Linked DNA regions of Capsicum annuum: region 1 is linked to region 2. Evidence: chromatin contacts called from public Hi-C data. All regions are on one chromosome and are shown on one strand. Each heading gives the region's core, a stretch centred on a gene start, on an enhancer-like site or on the middle of the called end of the contact. The rest is flanking DNA. Distances are from core to core; before and after follow the strand shown.

Region 1 (4,261 bases), core at 1,538-4,037, 140 kb after region 2:
ATAATGCACCTTGGCAAAGATTTTTGAAAAATAACTTTCACTAATTTAATATAAAAGATATAAACAGATAATATTGGTATAAGAAATTTGAGCGAATCCAGGCCTACAAACACAATTTATCTAGAATAGTTTAAGTTAGGTATAAGTTGATAAAAGCGACCGTGCTTGAACCATAGGACTCGAGGGGTGCCTCACACCTTTTCCTCGGTCGACAGAATTCCTTACCCGGTCTTCTATTTTCACAGACCAACAAAGAGTTATTTTCTTTTGATTAGGGATTCAATAAGGTGACTTGGAACACTATAACTCAATTTCAAGTGGCGACTCTGTAAAATAAAATAATCTGTATTCAAAACCGTCGCTTTAATTGGAAAAACCTTGTGACTTCGATCTCCTCGAGGCGAAAAAGGGGTGTGACATGCATGAGTTGAAAAGAGTTCAATCATAAAAGTTAGCAAGTATTGAAAATTGAAGCCCATAAACATGGGTTGAAAATTGATTTTGATTTTAGCAGCAGGATTTTTGAAAATTTATTTGAAACCATTTTCCAGATATAGCTAGACAAAGATTTTCATTATCATCAAATTGGTTGCAACTTTGATCTTACATATCCTCAATCTGAACAATCAGACCATTGAACCATAGGCTCTGATACCACTTGTTGGATTCTAAATTGGTGTGGGCGTCATGCGGAAGCTTAAAGTTTGTAAACTAAGATGGTGATAATTCAGATGACAAATAAAAATATAATAAAAACATATCTATCATTAATATGTTTGGTCAAATGACCTACATATTAAAAAACTAATTTTGAAAAACATAAAATCTACTAAGAGAAATCTCCTCCTAAACAAGACTATTTTATTGACTACATTGTGGATGCTAATGTGTTATGGTATGAGAAGGAGGGTATTCTACTTATAGATCTCCAAAATATTTCCTCTAAGAAAAGGTTTGCCAAATATGAAAGTGTCATACATTTTCCTTTTAGAAAAAGTAAAGGTAATTATGATATTACTTTTATTTTCTTTTCAAAAAAAGAAAAATTTTAATTTAATAAAAAAAATTAGGACAAAACCCCAACAATTATTTTATCTCAAAATGACTAATCCTATAACAAAAATAATTTATTTCAATATTAATTATTAATTTTAATATTACTTATTCTAGAATTAATAATCAACTATAGAATAAATTATTAACCGCTGTCCAAAAGGTCATTGCTTGACCATAAAAGGACTTTATTTCTTTTTGATTAATGGAAAGAATTGAACTTTAGGTATAATTAAATACATTTAGCACTATCCGACTCCACCCCTACCAACCCCCTCATTTATTTGGTGATCATATGACCATTTTATTTTCAGAAAATGAGAATAATAGTCTTTCAAAAACTTTTCTCCATGTATTTCATTTAATATTACTTATTTCTTTTGGTCAAACATTTAATATTACTATATTATCTTAAGAAGAAACAGGAAATATGTATAACATAGCCAAAATATCGCTAGGGTATTATGTGGTGGTTCAAAATGTTGTTTCATATTTATAAGAGATTGTCATTAATGGTTATAAAATGAAAATGTTCGAATTAAATAAATTTTTATATTTTATGTGTTAATTCATTTTTGAACATATTAAAAAGGAAAATTTTTTATACTGATTAAAACAGAAACATAATAAATTCAGGAATAGAAGGATCTAATTAAGAAGTTAATTGTAAATTAGTAAGCCTTCTACGTAAGCATCATATGATAAAAAAAAAACATGATTTACCACGTTTATTGTTTTATTTTAAAATTAATATTCCATCTAGGGATTTGTCAAAATCAAACCGATAAATCGATCGATAAAATGTTATTGCTTTATTAATATTGGATTATTGTGTTAAATAATTTTTAATGATTTTGCTAACTTTTTTATTGAGCTATCGGTTCAGTTTTGGATTTTAATCATTTAGTTAATGGTTAAACTGATAATAACCCAATAAGATTATATTAAAATTATATTTTTATTCACACTTATAGAACAGTGGCTTTAAATTCTATATACATACCTTATTGTCTTTTATAATTGTTGTCATAGTTCTTTTATTTTGTGTAGACTTTATATATAAAGATAGTGTAGAACAAATGAAAATAAGAGAAAGTAAAGAAATATTAGGGGAGTGTTTTCTATCAGTTAAATTGATAACCGAACTAAAAAAGATAAAAAATCGATCAACCGAAAATCGATAACAAATATCTTATTGATTTGGTTATCGGTTTAGCGTGTTTACAAATAAAAAATGAATAAATCGAACCGATAGTGCACAAAATCAAACCGAACCGATCGATGCACACCCCTAGTTTCATCTGTCTCATTTTATGTGGCACCCCTTTCTTTTTAATCTGTTTAAAGAAGAATGCCATCTTACTATTATTAGAAACAATTTAACTTTAAAATTTTTATTTTACCTTCAATGAAATAATTAATAACTACATAAATATTTAAAAATTGATTTAAAATATAAATTTAAAAAAAAATAATTAAATACTATATCAAATTAAATGATGACAATTAGGGTAGTATTCAATAAACTATACAATTTTATTGCTAACTATTTTTGACTACTAAATATCAGTAACTTTTTCTAAAGCTATATTTAGACCTTCAAAAGGGAGAACTTACTTTGAAAGTTCTCGATATATGTTTGTTATTCAAAGTACACAAAAGTGGATGGCTGCTATTATATTATAAATAATTTAAAAAAAGACACATTTGATCTTTTTTCGTACATTTGATCTTTTTTCGTTAGTGTGAAAATACTGAACTTTCCCTTTTCTCTAGAGAAAGCTATATCTAGAAAAAGCTTTCTATCCTTCCTTTTACCAAAATAATGGATATGAAGAATTTTCCAATATTGCTACTCCAAGTTAAATATATAATAATTCGTATATATTATGTATCTTCAACTTAAAAAACAAGAAGCTCTCTTCTTGAGTTGTGCATAGAAGAAACTGTTGTGCCAGCTGAAGAAGAAAACAAGATACAAGTTTTGTTTCTCAGGTGACAATTAATTAAATTCTTCCATTGTGTGTGTGTGTTTGTCCTTTCTTTTCTTGTTTTTTTTTGCCTCTTCTTATTTATGGGATTCTATTTACTAACCATTTTCAAAGATTATTTTACTTTATGTTTCTTGGACTCTAAAAATGGTCAATTGCGGGTCGATTTCTTTAAAAGTAGTATATTTTTGAAGAATTAGATACTGGTATGGCATGAAAATGAATAATCCATGCAACTTAGAGTTTACTGTTAAAAAATTTACGTTAGAAATTATCGATAGACAAATTCTGCAGCTAAGTAGGAAATTAGACGCTAATTCAGTTTAGCAATTGGTTAGCTACAGATTATGAGAAAAAGATTTCAGCCACGAGCTATTTAGCAGCGAATCGTAGTTAATTTTAACTTTTTGCAGTGGTTGGACAGCAAAATTACTCCAGAATTGGTGAAATCTTGGTCAATTAGTAAACATATAGCTTCATGAAGATGGTATAATAAACTTATTACAAACATACTCCTCTTGATATCCTTTTTTATTATATGGATATCTTTTCTTCCATCTTTCCTGCAACTAATTAGGGTTAGTGTCTTGAGCTAAATATAGTTGGTTAGATCATAAATTTCTTGTTTTACATTGAATTTCAACTTAGCGCAACTTCTTTCCTTTATCTAGATTTGAAATTGGCAATATAAGCAATATCAACTGAATGAAGTAATAAAGGAGGATATTGTTGAGTCTATCTAACAGAGGTTTTCAGCCAAATATATCTATACTCTATTCTATCAGGATCACGTAAGGTTGTTTAGAGAGAGATAGAGAGTGTGTAAATTAATGAGTAGCGGAATGAAAAATTTTTATAAGGAGATTTAAAAAAAGACTAGCATTTCACATTTAAGATTTATAACCCATTTGACGAGCTAATTTTTCTTCTAAGGTACTTTTTTTAAAAGTGCTTATTTTAATAAATTGAGATGTTTGATTAAGTTTTGAGGAGAAAATAAGTGTAAGTAGCAAAAGTTGTTTTTCATAAGCTAAAAAAAAAACTTCTCCCAAAAAAACTTTTTAAAAGAATATTTTTATGAAAAATATACTTAAAAACATTTTTTAAAAGTTTGATCAAATACTAACAAATATTTTAAAGAGAAATGTCAAGTTAATATGTGTCAAATAAAATAAAACGGAGTGAGTATGTATATTTGAGAACATTCTCTTTTGAAT
Region 2 (4,405 bases), core at 710-3,209:
TTACAAATAACATCATACCTCCTCCACTTTCTCTTCTTCGAATTCATAATCAGATGAAACAAGACTTGCAATTTTACTAGATTCACCTTTTTCATCCGACTTCCTCTTTTTCATCAATTTTTTGAATTTTTGTGAATTTTGGGGATGAAGATTTTCTCAAATCTTTTTGTTTTATTTTTTCACAATGTTTTTCGAATTGTTATGGTGCTTCAATCTCACTTCTTCACTGCTAACACCTCCCTTAGGTTGAATATTAGTAGAACACACGTTAAAATCTTCATCTTGTGTTAACCCAAGATTAAGCGATGGTAGTTCATCGAAAACTAAATTCATCGGTTGAATACCTCTAACTGAACTATTATGATTTGCATGTTGTGCCATTATAGCAGAACTTTAAAAATTTCAACACACACATAAAAAAAAAAAACTAACAGACTAAATCGTAGAAGAAGAATGAAAAATTTGAAAAAAAATTCAACAGTAAAATACATAAAAGAATTTATATGAAAAATATAACATGCATTAACTGTAAAATAAAATTACCTTAATATATGAATGCAATGTTTATCAAGATCTTAAGAGATAAAAATGGTATTTGAAAAAAAAATTGAAGGTTGAAGGGAACTGAAATTGATAAAGTAGCATGAAAAAAGGATAAGGTAAAAAAAGGAGTTCAAGTCACGCGCTTTTTCCTAAAAAAGGTAAAGTATTGCTAGTTTTATTATTAGTTGTAATTTTGAGAAACTATTACTATTAATTGTAATTAATGTTTTAAGGTTACTAGCTCATGTAATTTTTTCTATATTTTTTGATATGTCTCTTTCATATACATGTATATAGTTAGAAGGTTTTTGTACGTATCTCTTTTAAAATATGTATCTTTGCACTTGATATATTTTTCATATTGTGTATTTCTTATGCATTTGTATTTCAAATCTCATTTTTTAAATTGATACATCATGTCTTACCATGATACTTTTTTACCCAATATTTGTATCTTTTTTTAGGGTTTGAAATTCATCACAAAAAGTTGAAAAAGGAAAATAACGCCAAGAAAAAAAGAGAAAAGCTAAAGAAGAATGAATTTGAAAGTTGAATATGGAGAAAAATATTTTTTAAAAAAATTGCATTATTAACTAAATGTCATCTTTTGAGGTATTTAGATGTTAATTAGAAGATTTGCTTAGTAAATTACTTCTTAAATGAGTTAATTATCGTTACTTTTCATAATTACAGTGAATTAGTTGTTTCGTAATATGTAACATCAACATTTATCTCTTTTAATATTATATATCTGCAAAATAAAAAATTAAAATTTTTTAAAATTAAAAGAAATTGAAATAGAGTGTGGATAAACTAGTCGAAATTTATGTAAAACTCCTAAAAATAAATATAAAAATACAAACGCGCTAATATAAATATACAAAAAATTCACTTTATGACTAAGATACAAATATACATATGTATAAATGCATTTCAACTGCAGACGACGAAGAACAACATCACTTCAGATGGCGGTAAAGAACCACCATCGACTCCACTCTGGCCAGCAATCAGATCTGAAAGAATAACTATTGCGTGTCTTTTTCTCTGTCAACATCCTGCTTTTAATAACCCAACAAAATCCACCACGCAAAACCTCTAGTAACCCCTCTTTCCTTTACTATTTCGATGGAACCGACAATAACAACAACAACAAAAACTTCACCGCCGCCACAATGTATGTTTGGGTTAGATTCAGTTTTTGATTTAGTTAAGTTTGTCCGTTTTGGAATTTTCTTATTCAAGCTTTCAGGTGGATCTAGTTGTTCAAAATATTTATTTTTCGATCAATTCATCAAACAACTTGGGGTTTCACTAGAAAATAAGGTGGCAAGTGACGAGGATGAGGAAGAGGGGGTTGTCGACATGGGAGTTGTCCGAGAGGGAGGCAGCGAGGAAAATAGGTGTGAGCTTTGTCTTCAAGAAAGTGACGAGGAAGATGATGTACGTTGAAATCTCTTTAATAATGGTATAGTTATATCATGTGCAAAGTAACCAATCAGATAAGAGAAAATGTTTGAAAAATTAATTAAGTGAGAGAGAATCGTGTATTAGTTATATATCTTGTGTAGAATATTTGTATATGAGGCTCACATAAAAATAGTTATAAAACTAACTATGTAAGATAATTATTTTAAAACATTAACTATGTCAGGTAATTAAAAACTTATTTTATCTATGGGATGTAGTTCTTTCTCGTTAGAGTCGTGATCCAAATTTTATTAATTCGGTCCTGAAAATTTCGTGGTGTGATCTATGTTTGTAATTTTTCACGAGGTTAGTGTACACACGTATTATAAAAGTGCACTTAGTGGGTCGTTTTGGAGGTAACAAAATTACGTCATTAAGACTACGTCTCCAATCTCGTACTCTTCTCCTTCATAGTGAATTCCCTCTGTCTCTGCTCGTGATTTTTTCCGCAAAGATTATCATGTAAATCTATGTGTTCTTCTTGTCATTCTTTTGCTTGTGGTTTGCTTAATACTGTCTGATTCATAACATTTCTTATAAAAAAAGGGCAAATCACATAGCTATACAATGTAAGAGTCAATATTACAAAAACTACCATTAGTTTTTAATTTACAAAATATATCAAAATCTACCAAAGGTAAAAAAAAAAAAAACCAGTTAAAATAACATGATTTAAGGAGACAATTTAATGATTGATATTTTATCTTATAAATTCTCCTACTTTATTTTTGAACTAAGTTTTTTTAAAAAAAATAGTAAATAAGATAACCATAAAAACAACACATTTATTTGATATTTTTTTTATGTTTTTAAATTTAATTTATTTAATTCAATGAACATTAATTTTTAATACTTCTAAGAAAAAAGATCATTAATGATAGTAAATTCTCCTATTGATTCAAACCACATCTTATACAAATTTCATACACCATAAATTTATTAATTCATCATAAAATTATTAATACACTTATTTCTATATCGATCAAACACCATAAAAATAGTTCAATTTCTATACATTTTAGACACCATAAAATTATTGATACACCAATTTCTATATATTTCAGACACTATAAAATTACTATTATTAATACACCTATTTCTAAAGTGTTCAAACACTATAAAATTATTGATACACCAATTTTTATATAAGTCAGACACCATAAAGTTGTTGATATATCAATTTCTATACAATTCAGACACCATAAAGCTGGTGATACACTAATTTCTGTACAATTCATACACCATGATACACCAATTTCTATACAATTCATGCACCATAAAATCATTGATAACCTTCACTTGCCGGTGTCATCCAAAAATTTTCGGAACTCCTCAAAATTGAGTAGCTATATTTTGCGTTGCAAAATGTTATTTATTTTATACTTCTAAAATATTGTAACTGGTGTCTATTTTTCTAATGATCATGTGTCGTATAGCCATGTAACTGGTTTCTTACATTCTTTTAAGGTGCAAAGTTGGTTTGTCCAAATAGGAGTAAATAGGAATATAGTGAATTTAGAACTCTTTTTTTTGCTGTGAACGTGAATAATGGGACCGAGGTAGAAAGAAAAAGGGACAGAAGTTAAAGCTCTTGCATATCCAATTTTAGAAATAGTCCGATAACTCCAATCTTCTTTTGATTTTTTTTTTTTTAATTTGGGTGATTTTTTGTAACTTTGGAAGAGGTAGCTACGCAATTTTTTGACTTTTTTTATGAATTTTTATTTTTCTCACTTCGTTTTTTGAAGTCATGAAAGGTTAAAGGTGGAATTTTTTAAACTGAAAGAAAGAGAGGAGAGAAAAAAGGAAGAAGAGTAGGAATTTTTGGATTAGATTTTTTATAAAAAAAAAAAAAAGGGATTAAATAGTTGGCAAATTTTATAAATAAAAATTATATTTTGTAAATAAAAAGTAATAGTGATAGATTTTGTAATATTTTACTTAGAGTGTATACTTACGTGATTTTTTCTATAAAAAAGATAGTTTAGGTTCAAAGCCCAAACAATCAGCACATACTGAATGGAAGATGGGCTTCAACTCAAAATTACTCTACTTGTACTCTTTCTTTGATGATATGTATTTATTTGAGTTTATATCATATAAATTTACTATCAATAGTTTTCACTTTACTAAATCTACCAGTAGAAGTTTAACAAAATCTAAAGAACAAAACAAAATATAAAAAGCACGGTAAAACAACTAACCATGAATCTATTTCATAAGTTAGTTATTTGCCTTTATTCGCACCCCCTACAAATGGTATCAAAATCCAGTTATTTAAAAAGTACAACAGTGAGATATATGTTAGATATGTTAGAAGAGCCCAGTTATTTAAAAAGTACAGCAGTGAGATATATGTTAGATATGTTAGAATTTATCTATGTTTATTGAA

Evidence for each region. A called contact is a pair of places that touch in the nucleus more often than the background predicts.
Region 1: a contact with region 2 is called in a Hi-C map of leaf, with 2.9 times the contacts expected there. The contact joins the promoter of LOC107847929 here to the enhancer-like site in region 2. A contact is called at or near these places in 2 of 5 Hi-C or Micro-C datasets (both in leaf).

The regions. Positions count from the first base shown.
Region 1 is chr1:214,625,634-214,629,894 of UCD10Xv1.1, forward strand. It overlaps LOC107847929, which reads left to right and starts at 2,788. Exons shown (of 11, transcript XM_016692537.2): 1 at 2,788-3,048.
Region 2 is chr1:214,484,387-214,488,791 of UCD10Xv1.1, forward strand. No RefSeq gene overlaps it. Among protein-coding and RNA genes, the nearest start is that of LOC107861760, 130 kb to the left of the region's middle. Within about 2 kb of position 1,960, at least 5 of the 5 cell types and tissues checked have an H3K27ac peak or open chromatin away from gene starts, as enhancers often do. A contact at or near this core is called in leaf, where this site is marked.